3 separate regions of the Mus musculus genome follow, and all the other regions are linked to region 3. The links are chromatin contacts, called in public Hi-C and promoter capture Hi-C maps. All regions are on one chromosome and are shown on one strand. Each heading gives the region's core, a stretch centred on a gene start, on an enhancer-like site or on the middle of the called end of the contact. The rest is flanking DNA. Distances are from core to core; before and after follow the strand shown. Region 1 holds the start of Pramel12 (PRAME like 12). Region 2 holds the start of Pink1 (PTEN induced putative kinase 1). Region 3 holds the start of Rcc2 (regulator of chromosome condensation 2).

Region 1 (2,700 bases), core at 185-2,684, 2.7 Mb after region 3:
TTTTTAAAAAAAAGTATGTGTATTTTCTGTATGTCTGTGGGTGTATGTGGAGGTCAGAGGGCAAGCCCAAGAGTCAGTTTTCTTCTTCCAGCACTTAAGTGTGTGACTGAACCCAATAGTCTAGTGCTGTGGCAGGTCTCCTTACCTATGAGCCATTTCACCCACCCCACAGCCCCCACTCTCTATTGCATGTTCTCTAGCCAGTGTGCTGGCTGACACTTTCTGAAGCATCTTCTACCTTCTGGAAAACCTAATGTGGAAAACCTTTGTTCTCAAAGGCAAGTTTCTTCATCGTTTGAGAGTAAGGGTCTATATAGCCTGGGCCGGCAATGAAGCTTGGGGAAAAATGACTTTGAACTGATCCTCCTAACTCTTAACTTTTTAGTTCTGAGATTACAAGTATGCCCCACAGTGTCTGTCTGGTGCATGCAGTGCTTGCTGGACAGTGCACCTTTGAGAATACTGGGCAGCAACTGTTCTATAAACTGAGCTTTCTTCCCAGGCCACTTACTGCAGTATTAATGGGAACATCTTCCTGCCTTCTGAGAAGATGCCACAGCAGATGACTGGTAGAGAGCATCCAGCTCAGGCCCTGATCCAGAACATATTCGTAACTTTGCCAATAATAATATCAGCTTTAAGAAATGTCTATTCGTCAGGCACAGATTAAAACTCCTATCCCCAGTGACTCATACTTAGAACTAAGTGGGCCACAAATGAATACAATTCCGCCAGGTATGTTGGCTCACAACTTCCTCTTGGCTCAACCCCAGAGGAAGGTGGAGACTGGAGACTGGCTAAGAGTTGGAGTTCCAAATCAACCTTAGGTACTGAGCAAGATTCCACCTCTGAAACTCTAAGTCTCAAATAAATGGCTGAGGTGCCTATTTAACATATCAATGTGGACCAGGCTGCCACGTTCTCCCAGTACCCCTTGTTACAGGGTATGGCTGGCACACTCCACCTTCTACCCCAAATTCTCCAGCTTGTGTTGCCCTTCTCTATATAACCCAGCCATTTTAGTTACCTGCCCCCTTTTTACCTTTTGGCCACAGCACCCGGGTCTTATGGCTCAGGGGTTATGTCCACTCTGAACTCCCCCAGCTGTCTGCCTATGCTTCCCTTTTCCCCTACAATAAACCTCCTCCTCCACCATACTTAGAAGCAGCCATGTCCTTAGTTTATTATTTTTTCATTCATGAAAGAAATGCAGAACCAAGTGAATTAACAAGAAAATAAATAAGTAAAGCAAATACAGAAAACAAATTGAATGAAGTGAATTAACGCATCGGCTTTTGACTTTCACGGAATCTCAGTTTTTTTTTTTAAATTATTATTTTTTGAGTCAGAGTTTCACTATGTAGTCCTGGCTGTATTGGAGCTCTACGTAGAGCAGGCTGCTCCGGACGTCACAGGGATCCGCCTGAATCGCTCACAGGAGTTCTGGGATTAAGGGCGTGAACCGCTTCCGCGGCTTTCAGGATTTTTTTCCCTCATCTCCGTGAATTTGGCTTTACCTCCCCAGAGATCCGCCTGCATCTGCCTCTCCGCGGATGTGCGCGGTTTTCCCGGCTGTTTTTTTCTTTCTTTCTTTTTTTTTTTTCCTTTTCCACGGAGACTATGTTGTCAATCAATACAGAAACAGAAAACGCCCAGACGTGGCGGAAACTCAGTCATCCAATCAGAGGACGGCTTGTGGTTGACAGGCGGGACTACAAACCGGAAATGTGAGACAGAATACGCGGACCGAGCCGGGGGAGGGGCGACCAAAAAGAAAACAAAAAACAAAAAACAAACCGCCGAAAAACAAAAAAATAAAAACCGCTTCAGGCCGGAAGTATAAAACGGAACCCGGAAGTGTGGGACCGGATACGGCTAAAACACTTCAGGCCGGAAGTGCGAGACAGATACGGATGAAAACGCTGCAGGCCGGAAGTGCGAGACGGATGAAAACGCCTCAGGCCGGAAGTTTGAAGTGAAGATGGCTATAAAAGCTTTAGAGAAGCTCGGGAAGACACTCACCAGCACTTGGAGTCCGAGCTTGGACTGACTGCCTGGGCCTGCTGGGATTCTGAGTTCTGCCATCAGTTCTTGTTTCTGGTAAGTCAGTCACCTCCAGAAGGGCACAGTTTTGATTGAGGGCCACTTGACCCAAGATGCCAAAGGAACTCTGATTTCTTCTCTTCCCAGGAACAGATCGCAGGCATTGAGTTTACTAATAGTGATGGTTGCCATCATCTTCGACCTTAATTTGCTGGTTTCATTTATTATTTTATTTTATTTGAGGCATGACCTTACTTTGCTGCCCAGGCCCACCTAGAACGCAGATCAGCCAAGAGTGCTTTTAAATTACCTGGCAGTTCTGCATCTGCCTCCCCAAGCTGGAACTACAAGCTGAAAGTTAATGGAATATCTAGAATTATACCTTGGTTTGTGTCAAGTTAAATTTTTTCTTTGTTTTTTGTTTTTGTTTTTGTTTTTTTAGATGGGGCCTTAGTCTAGCTCAGGTTGGCTTCAGACTGCCTCACCCCTCTGAATGTTGAATTAATGATTCAATATTTAAGGCTTATTTTAATTTTTCTTTTTAGAGACAGAGTCACATGCAGAATATGGTAGAATTCACATGTAGTCTCATCATATCTGACTTCACATTTTAAAATTTTCATTTCATTTTATTTTGAAGACATAGTCTTATCTGAT
Region 2 (2,700 bases), core at 49-2,548, 2.4 Mb before region 3:
CATTCCAAATGTTATCATCCAGCCGGGCTGTGGTGGTGCACACCTTTAATCCCAGCACTTGGGAGGCAGAGGCAGGTGGATTTCTGAGTTCGAGGCCAGCCTGGTCTACAAAGTGAGTTCCAGGACAGCCAGGGCTACACAGAGAAACCCTGTCTTGAAAAACTAAAAAAAAAAAAAGTTCAAGACAAACCTGGGCTACATATACAAATCAAGGCTCTGTCCCCCTTTTATGCATCCCAAAAGAAAAGAAATTTACTCAAAGCCATTTGTTACAGTGCAACAGAGACCAATAATCAGCAGCTTTTAAACCATACTGTTTGCAAAGTGTCGGCATATCAGGCCATCAGTAATGGGAAATAGGTCAGCCTTAATTAACAGATCAATTCCAAGAAATGTATAGTCCAAGTCATAGATAGATTTTAATCTTTGCCTTATCCCCTGATCTACCTACCCCCCCCCCCAAGGTCTAGGCATGTCCTCATGCTCTTAGACACATAACTAAGATGCCACCAGCCACTCAGTCTGGTCCACGAGTACCCCACCCCCTTAAATTGCCCAATCACGGCTCAGAGACCTGCCCTTCCCAATGCCCAGGCTCCTACCACGCCCTGGTTCACGACCCGCCCCTACACCACTAGGATTCTGAGGCTGCCCCAACAACTATCCAACTAACTCCGCCCTTGCTGTCCAATTTGGCCCCGCCCCACCCAGATCACTCACTCTCCTAACCCCGCCTCCTCCTGGCCTAGGCCCCGCCCCGGCCCGGCTGGCCTCAGGGCTACACTCTGGCCCGGTTCGGCCCGCTCCCGGCGCTCCCGCCCACCGCCGCTCTCACCTGGATCTCCTGACAGGCCGAGGCGGCCCTCCGGCCTTCCGCCTGCTTCTCCTCGATCAGCCCCAGCCCCAGCCCGAAGGCCAGGAAGACCGCTCGGCCGCAAGGGCCTGCGCCGCCCCGGGCCCGCACCATGAACTGCCTCTGGATCCGCGCCGCCAGCCCAGCTACCGACTGGCGGAAGAAGCGGTAGCGGTCCGGGAGGGGGAGCCCGACCGGCCGAGGCTGTGCTCCGGGGCTTACGACCTGGCCTGGGCGCTCTCCGCGGCCCCAGGCCGCCGCGGGGCCGGGCTTCCCCCAGCCGAACAGCGGGCCGGGCTTGGGCGCGAAGCGCAGCAGCAGCGCCCGACCCAGCTGCAGGCCTCGGCCCAGTGCCTGTCGCACCGCCATGGTGGCGCGGTGACCGGAGCCAGCTGCCACCGCCACAAACGTCTGGGACAACAACAAACTTCGGGGGCGGCGCCTGTGCGCAAGCGCGGGGGGCGGTCCCCGGCAGTTCTCCTGCGCAGCACGCGGGGGCGCTACCCGCTCATCCCTGCATCCCTTGGTGCAGCTGGTTTGCACTTTGAACCCAGGTCGAGGGGTTGTGAACAACTTCACTGGTCCTGGTTAAGATGAGACGTTGAGCCAGGAAACTAATATTTGTTATCAGTCACCGATCCAGGCCCTTTACACCTGTTAGCTAGTTTGACTGTCCCCCCCATGATATGAGTGCCAATTTTGTAGATAAGCGACTGTGGTGTTTCCAGATTGCTTGCAGGTATTAGAGTTGAGGTTGAAGTTCACACTGCCCTGGCTATCGAGGGAAGACCTTGGCTCTTCTCCCCCACTCCCAAGTGCTCTCATGCTCCTGTACAGACAGGTTGGAGGTTCCGGGGCTTAGATCTTGGAGGGAAATCTTGACCAAAGGCCATAATTTATGCACCAGTGGGTGCAGGAGCTGAGGTCTGAGACTGACTGGGAGACTTAACCAGAAGCCACCCAGATGCTTAATAAATCCCTATGACTTAAACTGCTTGTTACGAATAGCTAGCTGATAATAAGGTTATTAACCCTGTTACTATTTTTACTCATTTTATTTTACTTTATTTGAGACAAGGCCTTGCATAGCCCTGGTTGGCTTGGAATTCTTCCTGTAGACTAGGATGGCCCTCTGGAGTGTGGGGATTACAGGTATATACCACCACATCAGGCTGAATAATCTTTTTGCTTGTCTCTGACTTAAGCATAATTTTGTGTGTGTGTGTGTGTGTGTGTGTGTGTAAAATCACATAATACCAAATACTGGTCATCCAGTGAAATTTTTAATTTTTTTCAAAGCCTATTTTTTTTGGGGGGGGGGGGTGTTGAGACAGGGTTTCTCTGTATAGCCCTGGCTCTCCTGGAGCTCACTCTGTAGACCAGGCTGGCCTCGAACTCAGAAATCCACCTGCCTCTGCCTCCCAAGTGCGGGATTAAAGGCGTGTGCCACCACTGCCCAGCCTTCAAAGCCTATTTTAAATGATGGTTCTTCAATGCTTTAACCTCTCTTTTAACCCACTACCCACCAGAGGTAGTGTTGGGAGCCGCCCCCACATTCGCCGTCACAAGATGGCGCTGACATCCTGTGTTCTAAGTGGTAAACAAATAATCTGCGCATGTGCCAAGGGTATTTTACGACTACTTGTACTCTGCCTTTCCCGTGAACGTCAGCTCGGCCATGGGCTGCAGCCAATCAGGGAGTGATGCGTCCTAGGCGAAATATAACTCTCCTAAAAAGGGGACGGGTTTTCCGCCATTCTCTCTCGCTGGCATCTCTCTGGCTCTGCGCGCCCTGCGCTCTCTCGCTGCCTAAAGATGTAAACAATAGAGCGCGCTCTGCGCTTTGG
Region 3 (2,700 bases), core at 196-2,695:
CTTAATCTCTTCAATCTTTTCGAATGCCAGGTCTATTAAGAGGCTTTCAGACGGTGCTTCTAATATCCCTGAAACGCACCAGTTGGTGCTCATTTTCTGAGTTGTTTTACATAAGTGCTTCCACCCAGGCTGGTGACTTTGATCAAATAACTTAGATTTGGTTCTCCAGGATTCTCCGCCTGCCTTCAAACGTTTGGTCCTGTGCACCCTCCCCCCGCCCCCATCCCGCTTCTTGATGTAATTAAGAACGAACTGCAAAGACCCTAGAAACTCTCTCTAGTCAACCAAGGAAGTTGCCAAAAAAGAAACTTTCAGTGTTAACTCGGGCGCTCGAGAGAGAGAGAGAGAAGTAGGAGGATCAGGTTCAATGTCAGCCTGGGCTACACGGTCAGTTTCAGGCCAGCCTGGGCTACATGAGACGGAAACAAAACCCCAAAGAAAAACATTTGTCAGAAGAGAAAGTGACACTGAGATGCAAACCTTCCCCTAGTTCCAACCAAGCCGATCGTGCACGTGGCTTGTCGGGTCCTGTGAGGGGGGCCCTGTCGACTCCTCAGCCTTGACCCCAGCACCTCTGGCCACTTCTCTTCCCGGATTCCTAGACCCTGCACTGTCCCACGGGGTAGGGGAAAGGTTTCCTCTCCCACTTCTGCCAGGTCAGATTCTTTACAATTTTAAAACTCAGCTCTCCCAGGGAACGCCTTCCTTGATCCTGGAACCCGGTAAGTACCATGCTTTCAGTAATTTCTTAATCTTTCCTCTTACTTCGCCTTCCAACTGGGCAGAGATCTTGTTCTCCAGGTCTGTATTCTAAGCTTCTAGCACCTTTGCATCTAGTCTTGCTTGTACTGAGGCGCGGTAAATACGTTTTTAAAATGAAGAAAATTCCCATCACAAGTACTTTCAAGTCCACCTATGCTAATTACTAATTTCATAGTACGTCCCCCAGCTAATTACTAATTTCATACTACACCAAACCTTTATGTAACTTGATCATTCTAACAGCACCCGGCTGCACACTCTGGACGCATCCACGACGTATCAAATCTACCCTGAGTCTGCACAGGAGAAAGTTACTCAAATTGTGTTCATTTTTCATTCCCATCACTCAATTAGGGCACGTCCCTCGCTGGCTGCTGCGTGAGCAAAGCAACTATTTTCCAGCGAGTGTCCTCAGGTGACCTGTCTAGACGCTCAGGGGGAAAAAACAAGAGAATCTGACACTCTCCCGAGCCCCGAAGACGCCTTGTGACGCGCAGGCCGCGCTGCGTGCAAGGGCGTGCGGAGCGCGCAAGCGGCGGGGCCCAGCGGGGCCTGCGGCGTGGCGCCGGGCGTCCGGGACGCAGGCTCGGGTGGGCGGCCCGGCTGGGCGGTGGGGTCCTCCGGCCGGTAGGGGGCGCGCGCACCCGGGGCCCCTCGCCGCCCGCCGCGCGCGCGCTCGCTTGCCGCCCGGCCGCACATGTGTTTCTGTTTTGTGTTGTAGCATTTGTTCTGGAAGCTCGTATTTACATTTTAAGTGTATCTGGTGAGTGGGCTGGAGCCCTCGTCCCGGCCGGGGAGAGAAGAAGCCTTCGACCCCGTCTTTCAGTCGCTTCCCTCCTCGTTTCTCATCACTCCAACCAGGTAGGGGCTGGAAACCGTCTGGGACCAGTTTGCAGGGTCTGGGAAAGTTTTTTTTTTTTCCTCTTTTTTTTTCTCCTCTCCCTCCCCCTTCCCCCCCGAGAAAGGTTAAAAAAAAAAAAAAAGACGCTGGGGAAGGGGGGGTTGGGGGACGGAATGAATAAGAAGGGGAAGGAAGGCGGATCCACGTGGTTTAATCGGAGACAGACAGAGATCCCATTGTTCAAAATCAATAAAAAAAAAAAAAAAAAAAAAAAGCAGACGGGGCGAGCGCCGGGCCGCGGGGGCCGGGCTGGGGCCCCACGAAAGTTCCTCTTTTCGCGCGTGCTCGCAGGTGCTTGGGGCCCGGCCGGGGTACAGGGGGGGGTCCCCGCGTGGCGCGCGGCGTGGGGAGGGGCGAGGGAGCAGCAGGTGGGGCGGCCCACGCCGCGCCGCGCGTCCCCTCCCCCGCCCCGCAGCCCGCCCCGTGTGCATTGTGCGCCCCGTGTGTCTCCCGCAGCCCGGCGACCATGCCCAGGAAGAAGGGGGCGGCCTGGGAGGAGCCGAGTTCGGGCAACGGCACGGCGCGCGCGGGGCCCCGGCGACGCGGCGGCCCCGCGGGCAGGAAGCGCGAGCGGCCCGAGCGCTGCAGCAGCAGCAGCGGCGGCGGCAGCAGCGGCGACGAGGACGGCCCGGAGCTGGACGGGGCCCCCGGCGGCGGCAAGCGCACAGCCAGGCCGGCGACGGCGGGCAAGGCGGCCGGCGCGGCCGCGATCATCACGGAGCCCGAGCACACGAAGGAGCGCGTCGTGAGTGGGGCGGGGGCGGTTGGCGGTTTTGGGGGGGAGGGGCGCCGTGGGGTCACGCCCCGCCCCTCCCCCACGCCGCGCGGGGGAACTCCGGGGAGCCAGTCCCGGGCCGGGGGAGGGGGGGGACCGGGTGTGCGCGGCCACGCGGGGGCTGTCAGTCCCTCCTTCCCCCCCGTGCGTCCACCCCCCTCCTCCCCCCCACCCCCGCGTCTCTTCCTCCCCCCGAGGGGGGAGGGCAGTCCGCGGGGAGCAGCCGGCTCGCGCCGGGGCTTTGAGGTTCCCGCCGCTGCGG

What was found. Promoter capture Hi-C pulls out the DNA fragments that hold promoters and counts their contacts. Hi-C and Micro-C count contacts between places; a contact is called where the count stands out from the background.
Region 1: a contact with region 3 is called in a promoter capture Hi-C map of pre-B cells, with 4 times the contacts expected there. The contact joins the promoter of Pramel12 here to the promoter of Rcc2 in region 3.
Region 2: a contact with region 3 is called in a Hi-C map of CD4 T cells, with 10 times the contacts expected there. The contact joins the promoter of Pink1 here to the promoter of Rcc2 in region 3. A contact is called at or near these places in 1 of 39 promoter capture datasets (liver), 1 of 484 Hi-C or Micro-C datasets (CD4 T cells) and 1 of 115 datasets of contacts at active chromatin or transcription factors (embryonic forebrain).

Annotation. Positions count from the first base shown.
Region 1 is chr4:143,410,992-143,413,691 of GRCm38.p6, forward strand. Pramel12 (PRAME like 12) reads left to right here and starts at 1,435. Exons shown (of 5, transcript NM_172877.3): 1 at 1,435-2,100.
Region 2 is chr4:138,324,998-138,327,697 of GRCm38.p6, forward strand. It overlaps Pink1 (PTEN induced putative kinase 1), which reads right to left and starts at 1,299. Exons shown (of 8, transcript NM_026880.2): 1 at 836-1,299. The coding sequence starts at 1,222.
Region 3 is chr4:140,700,028-140,702,727 of GRCm38.p6, forward strand. It overlaps Rcc2 (regulator of chromosome condensation 2), which reads left to right and starts at 1,446. Exons shown (of 13, transcript NM_173867.5): 1 at 1,446-1,623; 2 at 2,120-2,408. The coding sequence starts at 2,130.